Linked DNA regions of Lactuca sativa: region 1 is linked to region 2. Evidence: chromatin contacts called from public Hi-C data. All regions are on one chromosome and are shown on one strand. Each heading gives the region's core, a stretch centred on a gene start, on an enhancer-like site or on the middle of the called end of the contact. The rest is flanking DNA. Distances are from core to core; before and after follow the strand shown.

Region 1 (3,692 bases), core at 262-2,761, 480 kb after region 2:
GATAACAAGATATCATTTTTGTTTTATTGAAAATGGTTAAAACTTACAAAAAAAAAACTAAATTTCCTATAATAATAAAATAATAATTATTAGTATCTTTGTCAGTTTTTCGTGATATACATTTTTTTTTCAAATGCTCTATAAAATAATACTTCATATTTTTCCATCATTTTTTAGTTTTTAAAATATATTGATATTGATAATAAGTTAGACAATTATTTATTTGATTTCTAATTTTTAAAAGAAATTTAAATTCGTATATAATAAGTTTCGTTTATAATTGTCGATAATTAATTATATTTCTATATTAAAAATTCAATAAAATCATGTTTAATTAATAATTTATTTAAAATAATTAATTAATAATTATAAATTTTACTACAAAATTTAATTATTTTTATAATTATAGTTTCCATGTAATATAAACTGATCATGTAATTGACCATTATTTTCTAATTTTTCTTTTGTTATATATGTACACTACGGATTACTAATGCACATAGCAGTATAGTTTTTTGTCGCATTAGAAAAAATAACATAAAATCTTTTAATGTAAAATTAGAGATTCTTATTATCATCTTTTTGTTAAAAGGATTTGTGCAGTAAAACCCAAAACTCTTCTGATATCACAACTTCCCATAAAAAAGTTTGGCGCATAATGTCAACCACGTGTCGGCTTCTGTAATTTTATATCCTGCTCCCTTTTCTTTGTTTGTTCACCACCGTTGCCCCCTTTACTTTTAGTCAAATGTCATAAAAGTCCCCCGTCCATTATAGTCAATCAATCTTTCTAGAAATCATTTTGGTTTAAAATTTAAATTAGATTTAAAAATTATCTAATTTAAACCAAATCGTTGGGCTGTTCATTTTTTTATGATGTAATAAGTTGACGTATATTATTATTATTATTCTTTTGCTAATATAATAGAAAAAGTTATGTATTGTGTTTTACAATGTATTTTTCATTTTCTTTTGAAAAAATCTTAATATTTTATTTTTATTTTTTCGATAAAACCTTCCACTTTTTATTTTTTTCTGAAAAATTCAAAACTTTTTGTTTAAAAATCCTCATATTAAACAGGCTTTTTTGAAGGAAAAAAAAACTAAAATGATCAAATAAAAAAAATTAAAAAACACAATTCTGATATTAGTCTTTTAACTTTTCTGGTAATTTATACTCTTTCCGTCCCAAATTAATTGACTATTTTTATTTTTGAAATATTTTTCTTTAACTTTGATCTTAAATATTTTTATTTGTGTTAAATAGTATTTGATGAAACTTATAACAATAAAAAAAATTTAAAATACAATTCATTCATATATTTTGCATCAAGTATTATATATCAAAAAGAAAAATATTTGAGATTAAAGTTAAAAAATAAATACTTTGAAAAGTCAAATATAGATAATTAATTTGGGAGTATTTTTTAATATTCAGTCAAATTTGATATATTGAGGGTTCTTACTGGAGAATACGCCAACATATAGGGGGGTGTAGGTATAACGTTTTGCAGGAAGCAGTCGAGAGAGAAAAAAAAAAAAGGCACTTTGGATGCTCTCCGGTCTCTCTCTCTCTTTCTTTCTCAATGCAGCAGCCATTAAAGGATCTTTTAAGTTTCTGCTTTAGCTCTGCAACAGTAGCTCGCTCATCAAACTTCAATTCGACTTTCTGCTTCTTTTTTCTTATCAGATTTGTCCAAATGTTGATTTGAATGTCTCAAAATATTGACAATTACAAGGTCCAGAAAAGATCGATGTCTACAGCTTTTCTTTCTATCTGATCGGATTTTCAAGCAAAAATGAAGTCGAAGACTCGTTTGGACTCCGCCGTATTTCAACTCACGCCAACAAGAACAAGGTAAGTTTGTACGCGTTTTTTGGTTATTGTATGTGCTAAGCTCCGAACTGCACTTTGTCCTGTGGCTGTACTTCATATATGTTAACATTTAATTCCGTGATGTTCGAGTGTTACTTCTGTTAGAACTTATTCCACAGGCATTTGACCTACTATGAATGTGGACAAATTTGTGTGATGTATGCTCGATTTATCATTGTTATTTATTTCGTCACTGTTGAAGCATTTAAAACCTAGAAAACAAATAAGCAGATACCATCATCCAATGCAATAGAAGGATAGTTTAGCATGAGTATCAAAAGGATTGAGAAATGCTCGCATTGAAATTTGAATTTAAACGTTACTCCTGCAAAACTACCAGGTGTGATTTATACATCATCGCAAATGATAAGAAAGAGAAGATCGCTTCTGGTTTGCTGAACCCTTTTATTGCGCACCTAAAGACAGCTCAGGATCAGATTGCAGAAGGTGGTTATTCAGTTTTGCTTCAACCAGAATCTGGCAGTAATGCAACATGGTTTACAAAGTGTACAGTTGAAAGGTCTGTATTATTTATTCTTGGTTCTTTAATGTTTTTTGCATTAGTCATTTTGGTAAAAACCTATTAAAACTAGTAGAGAAGATTGAAGAAAAGGAAAAAAGATAACCTAATATCTTTGTTGATTATAGTTTTGTTCGCTTTGTGAGCACCCCGGAGATTCTTGAACGTGTCTACACTATAGAATCTGAAATCCTACAGATAGAAGAAGCAATTGCCATTCAAGGAAACAATGATATTATGGTGAGCCTTATGACCATATATACATTTAACTATATCATATTTCGGAATTATTTGTTCTTAATTCAAGCTTTCATCATTGCAGATAGAAGACCAACATGTAAAGCCTCTAGCAATGTCAGTCAATGAAGGTAACAAACCTGGACATGATACTGATGAGGATAAGGCAATTGTCCTTTATAAGGTAACAAACAAATCACCAATGTACTCATTTTCTCATGTATCTTATCATTTTTTTTATTAACTACCTTTTTCCTTTTTCCCCTTTTGGCAGCCTGGTGTTCAGGAGACTAGCAGTTCCAGTGGCAAGGAGGGAAATTCAAAGTATTGGTGCTTCCTTTCTTGAATTGATTCAGTGTGAAAACCGAATACTTCCCAATTTATATATAAAAACAGGATTATATGTAAAACTACTAAATTCTTATTCACATGTATAACATTCAGAGTCCAGCTCTTAAATGTTCTTGAGACACGCAAAACAGTGCTGAAGAAAGAACAAGGCATGGCTTTTGCACGTGCTGTAGCTGCTGGATTTGAAATTGACCATGTGGCAAATTTGTTATCTTTTGCTGAATGTTTCGGTGCATCACGTCTAATGTAAGTAGATTATATTTTTAACATTTTTTTTTTAAAAAATTGACAACCTGGCAGATTCTTTTGACTTTTTTTTGGTTCATATACAATAGGAGTGCTTGTTTGAGGTACATGGATTTATGGAAGCAGAAACATGATTCAGGACAATGGGTTGAAATAGAACCAGAAGATGCAATTTCCACCAGATCAGATTATTCTGCCATAAATGCATCTGGAATTGTGCTTTCAAGTCATAATAATGAACTCAGAAGTGAGGCTACAACTCCAGAAACTAAAGAAAAAACATCCAGTGATCCAAATGCAGGTAAGGATTTATAAACCAATTGATCTTTATCATTTTGATGTTAATATTCTATACTTTTTTGTGATATGGTTGACCAAATCCAGCTGGTCAACAACAATATCATACAGGACAATTTCCCCATCCAGCTTTTCCTCCATGGTCAATGCATTCTTCCCCTGGTT
Region 2 (4,061 bases), core at 843-3,342:
ATATAAAAGCAACTAATTTCTTTTAATATTTTAAATAAATAAAAAACAATAAAATATTATATAACTACAATGCTTTTTAAACTTTGATACTGTGTCATTTTGAAATATTTTTGATAATGACTTTTTAATGATATAAATTTTTATAAAATATATTTATGCTTATCTTGTATATTTAATTAAATCAATTCACAACATAATAATAATAATAATAATAATAATAATAATAATATAACAACAACAATTTAGGGGGTGTTTGTTTTATCTTTTAAAACATCTTTTAGCTTTTAGGAAAAAATAAAAAGCTAAAAGAGTTTTGGTAAAAACAACAGATCTTATAAAAGCTACTTTTTGATATAAGGAAAATGAACTTTTTGGAAGCTACTTTTTGATATAAGGAAAATGAACTTTTTGGAAAAGTTAGGTAAACATGATTTTTTACAACTTTTATTAAAATGACTTTTGCCTTCTAAAAAACTAAGCCAAACACTTCTTTAGTATCTAAGTATGGTGTAAAATGAAATGTCATAAAATGTAAATGCCAACATGGACATAATCTACAAGACACATAAATGGTTGGATCGAACTTCAAAAAAAACTCTTTTTCTAATGGTAAAAAAATTATATATATATATATATATATATATATATATATATATATATATATATATATATATATATATATATATATATATATATTGTAAAATAAAAAGCGACCGTTGATATACTCAAAGCTCATATGAGCTTTGAAAAAGATAGAAAATATAATTGAAAGAATACCATTACTATTTATTTTCTATATCAGTAGTTGAAACTCACACATATCATAAATTTCCTATTTCAAAAGTGGACTTTTTGTTCGAAGTCGGTTATCTTATAAACACATTTCGTGAAGACCGAAATGTGAAGTCGAAAGGATAGTATTAATCATCCATCTTAATCTACAAAAATATACAATTCATTACTTGGTCTCATCCAAAAGGAAATTCAATGTTACTCTTGTTGTGTTCATTTTTTGATGGAAGAAGTATTGATATGGTCAATCATTGCAACTCAATGAAAAAGAAAGAAACTAATTCTGGTAAAAAGAAGGCTGCATTTGATATTGTCTTTGGTTTTTCTTTGTGGGATAGGCTCATAGGCATACTTAACACAGTAATAATTTCTACAATCAAAAACCCTAAAGATACAATAAAGCACCCAAAATCAAGCAGTCAATGAAATCTTATAGAGCAAAATGATAGACAAACAGGGCACAAATTACACCAAAAGGTTTGCTAATTGCCTAATTCAAATGTAAGTATCTAACGAATATCATTGGCAATCAATCTACATAATGCAAGTACATTGTTTCTGAAAATCCAATCTCTAAGATCACTAACCTGATTGGCAACAGATCACACCAGAGTATATGGTCCTCTTCCAGGCCCATCGTCATCAACAACTGATAGCAATGCCCCATATGGCGATTCCATGTCATCAGCGTCATCAGGGGTCCTCAAAATCGCGTGCAAGCAAACAACAAGTATCGAGATCAAGAACGACAGAAAAACGTTCCACCAAACCCTAGTTACAGCTAGGGCAAAAGCAGTAACCGCGAGCAACGAAATCACAAGCAATCGTTGACCGATTTCAAAATCGAAAACAACCAAAGGCTCATCCCTAACGAGGAAAATCCAAGCGACAATGATAACAAGGAAGGAGATTAAGGTAATTGGGCGGGTAATTAGGGTTAGCATGAAGATAAGTAATGAGATGAGGAGGTAGTTGGCTCGGAAGGCGTATAGGTTTTTCTGGATACGGAGAGAGAGTTCCTGGAAGGAGATTGGGAGAGAGAGGGAAGAGACGGAGAGGAAGTCGCTGAACCATGGACGGATCGCGTGGCGGATTTGGGCGGCGGTGATGGTCGTGGATGGTGGTGGTGGTGGTGGTGGTGATGGTGTGGTTGTTGAGGGCGTCGTCATCTGCGATTCGTTCTTGAGAAAGAATCCACCACGGGAATCAATGGAGCAGAGAAACAAATTGCATATAAAAAGTTGTTCCTCAAATTTTACCTTTTCAAGAAAATTGTCATTTATCATTAGAGAGCTTAAATAAATCTTTTTTTTAATCGATCAACAAAGTTTTTTAAGAAAATAATTGGGAAAATGACTTATATGGGTAAGTATGTTTCAAAATCGTTCAAAAAATACCATTTAAGTTTGGTGTTTCCAAAAAACACCATTTAAATAAAGTATTTGTACAAAAAATACCAATGAAGTACATTCTTTGTTCAAATTTGATGGTAACCGATAATTGTCAGTAAAAAATAAGTAAAGGAAAAAACAAGAGGAAATGACTCAAAGGGGTAACCATGTTTCAAAATCGTTCAAAAAACACCATCTAAGTTTGGTATGTTCAAGATACACCATCCAAGTAAACTTTTTGGGCTTAACGCCATGTTGGGGGTTCTTGGGCCATATTGGGCCTTAGAGTCCTTGTAGTTGGGCTTGGATGCCTTTTTGGGCTTTTTATGAATTTGGGCCTTAGGGGGAGGGAGGCCCATTGAGGCAGGGGTAATGAAGCCCTTTTTACCTTAAGTCAAGAATTAGGGTTCTGGACTTGAGTTTGAGATCATCATTTTAGAAGAAGAAGAGCAATCATAGGAGAAGAAGAAGTCATTCGTTCATGAAGAAACCCTAAATAGATTTTTAAAGGAGGAAAATATCATTTGTTGTTTTGTCAATAATTATTATGCCATGTCATAATAGTTAAGCCAAGTTATCATTTAACATGTAAGAGTCAGTTACGGATGGGTAATATTTGAATAAAACATATAGTTTGTTGGTGTTTTTTGTACAAAATGTTTGCTTGAATGGTGTTTTTTGAACATACCAAACTTCGATGGTGTTTTTGAACGATTTTAAAACATAATTACCCATTTGAGTCATTTTCTCTTGTTTTTTTTTCCTTTACTTATTTTTTACTGGTAATTGCCGGTTACCACAAGGTCAAATTTGAACAAAGAATATACTTCGTTGGTGTTTTTTGTACAAATGCTTTACTTGGATGATGTTTTTTAGACACACCAAACTTGAATGATATTTTTTGAACAATTTTGAAACATAGTTACCCGTATAAGTCATTTTCCCAAAATAATTTAGGTGATTTATCAAGGTCTTTCCATTTTGTTTATATCTAGGGAATTGTGTTCGTTTTTTTTTATATTTTTTTTACATATTTAGATAACAAACTTTTTGAAAGTATTCATATATGACTACTATGACCGACCGTCTGTAACAAGTTATCTAGATATGTGAACATTTCCAACAAATTCGTTATCTAGATATATATACAAAAAAACGAGGTTATCCAACAAAATCGTTAACATAATAAGTCAAATTCCGTTTTTATTAAGTCCATCAATCATGGTATATATTAATAGATTCAGTTAAATTTCCTTAAAGCAATATTTATAACCATTATAGGCATTTAAATTGACCACTGACATGTTAAGAGCCGTTTTGGTAGCATAATTATCAAACAATTCTATGTATATGAGACAAGAACAATACTATTGGTGTCGATCAAAGTTACTCCTATTTTTCATGTTTTAAATTCTTGTAATACGTGGAGCAAATTTCATTGAAGATTGTGTTCTAATTAATGTTACTGGTCTCTATCTCTAGTATTTTTAGTCTCTAATAATTTTAATTTTTATATTTAACATATTAAACAATAAAATTCTATAAAATGATGATGTTTTTTTTCCTTGTCAATTATGGAGTTTTTATTTATTTATTTATTTATTTTTAAAATTTTTAATTTTTTTTACAAAGTAGTGTATTTAAAAAAGATATTACAAAAATGATGTGGTTTTAAAAATATTTACCATTTAGGTTAAATTTTATATCAAATCAAAAATAGAAGGTAAAATAAAAATAAGGAAAATTGAATTATCATGGTAATTACTTTTTTGTTTTGTTCATATTTGAGTATTTTTTTTATACATATCTGTGTAATGAACTTGTTGGAAGTGTTCACATGACTATTATGACCGATTGTAACTTGCTACAGGCGGTCAT

The links. A called contact is a pair of places that touch in the nucleus more often than the background predicts.
Region 1: a contact with region 2 is called in a Hi-C map of leaf, with 8 times the contacts expected there. The contact joins the promoter of LOC111897285 here to the promoter of LOC111897247 in region 2. A contact is called at or near these places in 4 of 4 Hi-C or Micro-C datasets (bud, leaf and seed).

Annotation. Positions count from the first base shown.
Region 1 is chr5:186,740,193-186,743,884 of Lsat_Salinas_v11, forward strand. It overlaps LOC111897285 (COP1-interacting protein 7), which reads left to right and starts at 1,512. Exons shown (of 12, transcript XM_023893249.3): 1 at 1,512-1,858; 2 at 2,217-2,396; 3 at 2,525-2,636; 4 at 2,719-2,817; 5 at 2,908-2,957; 6 at 3,078-3,230; 7 at 3,320-3,531; 8 at 3,615-3,692. The coding sequence starts at 1,800.
Region 2 is chr5:186,261,633-186,265,693 of Lsat_Salinas_v11, forward strand. LOC111897247 (PRA1 family protein D) reads right to left here and starts at 2,093. Exons shown (of 1, transcript XM_023893211.2): 1 at 1,204-2,093. The coding sequence starts at 2,078. The coding sequence ends at 1,395.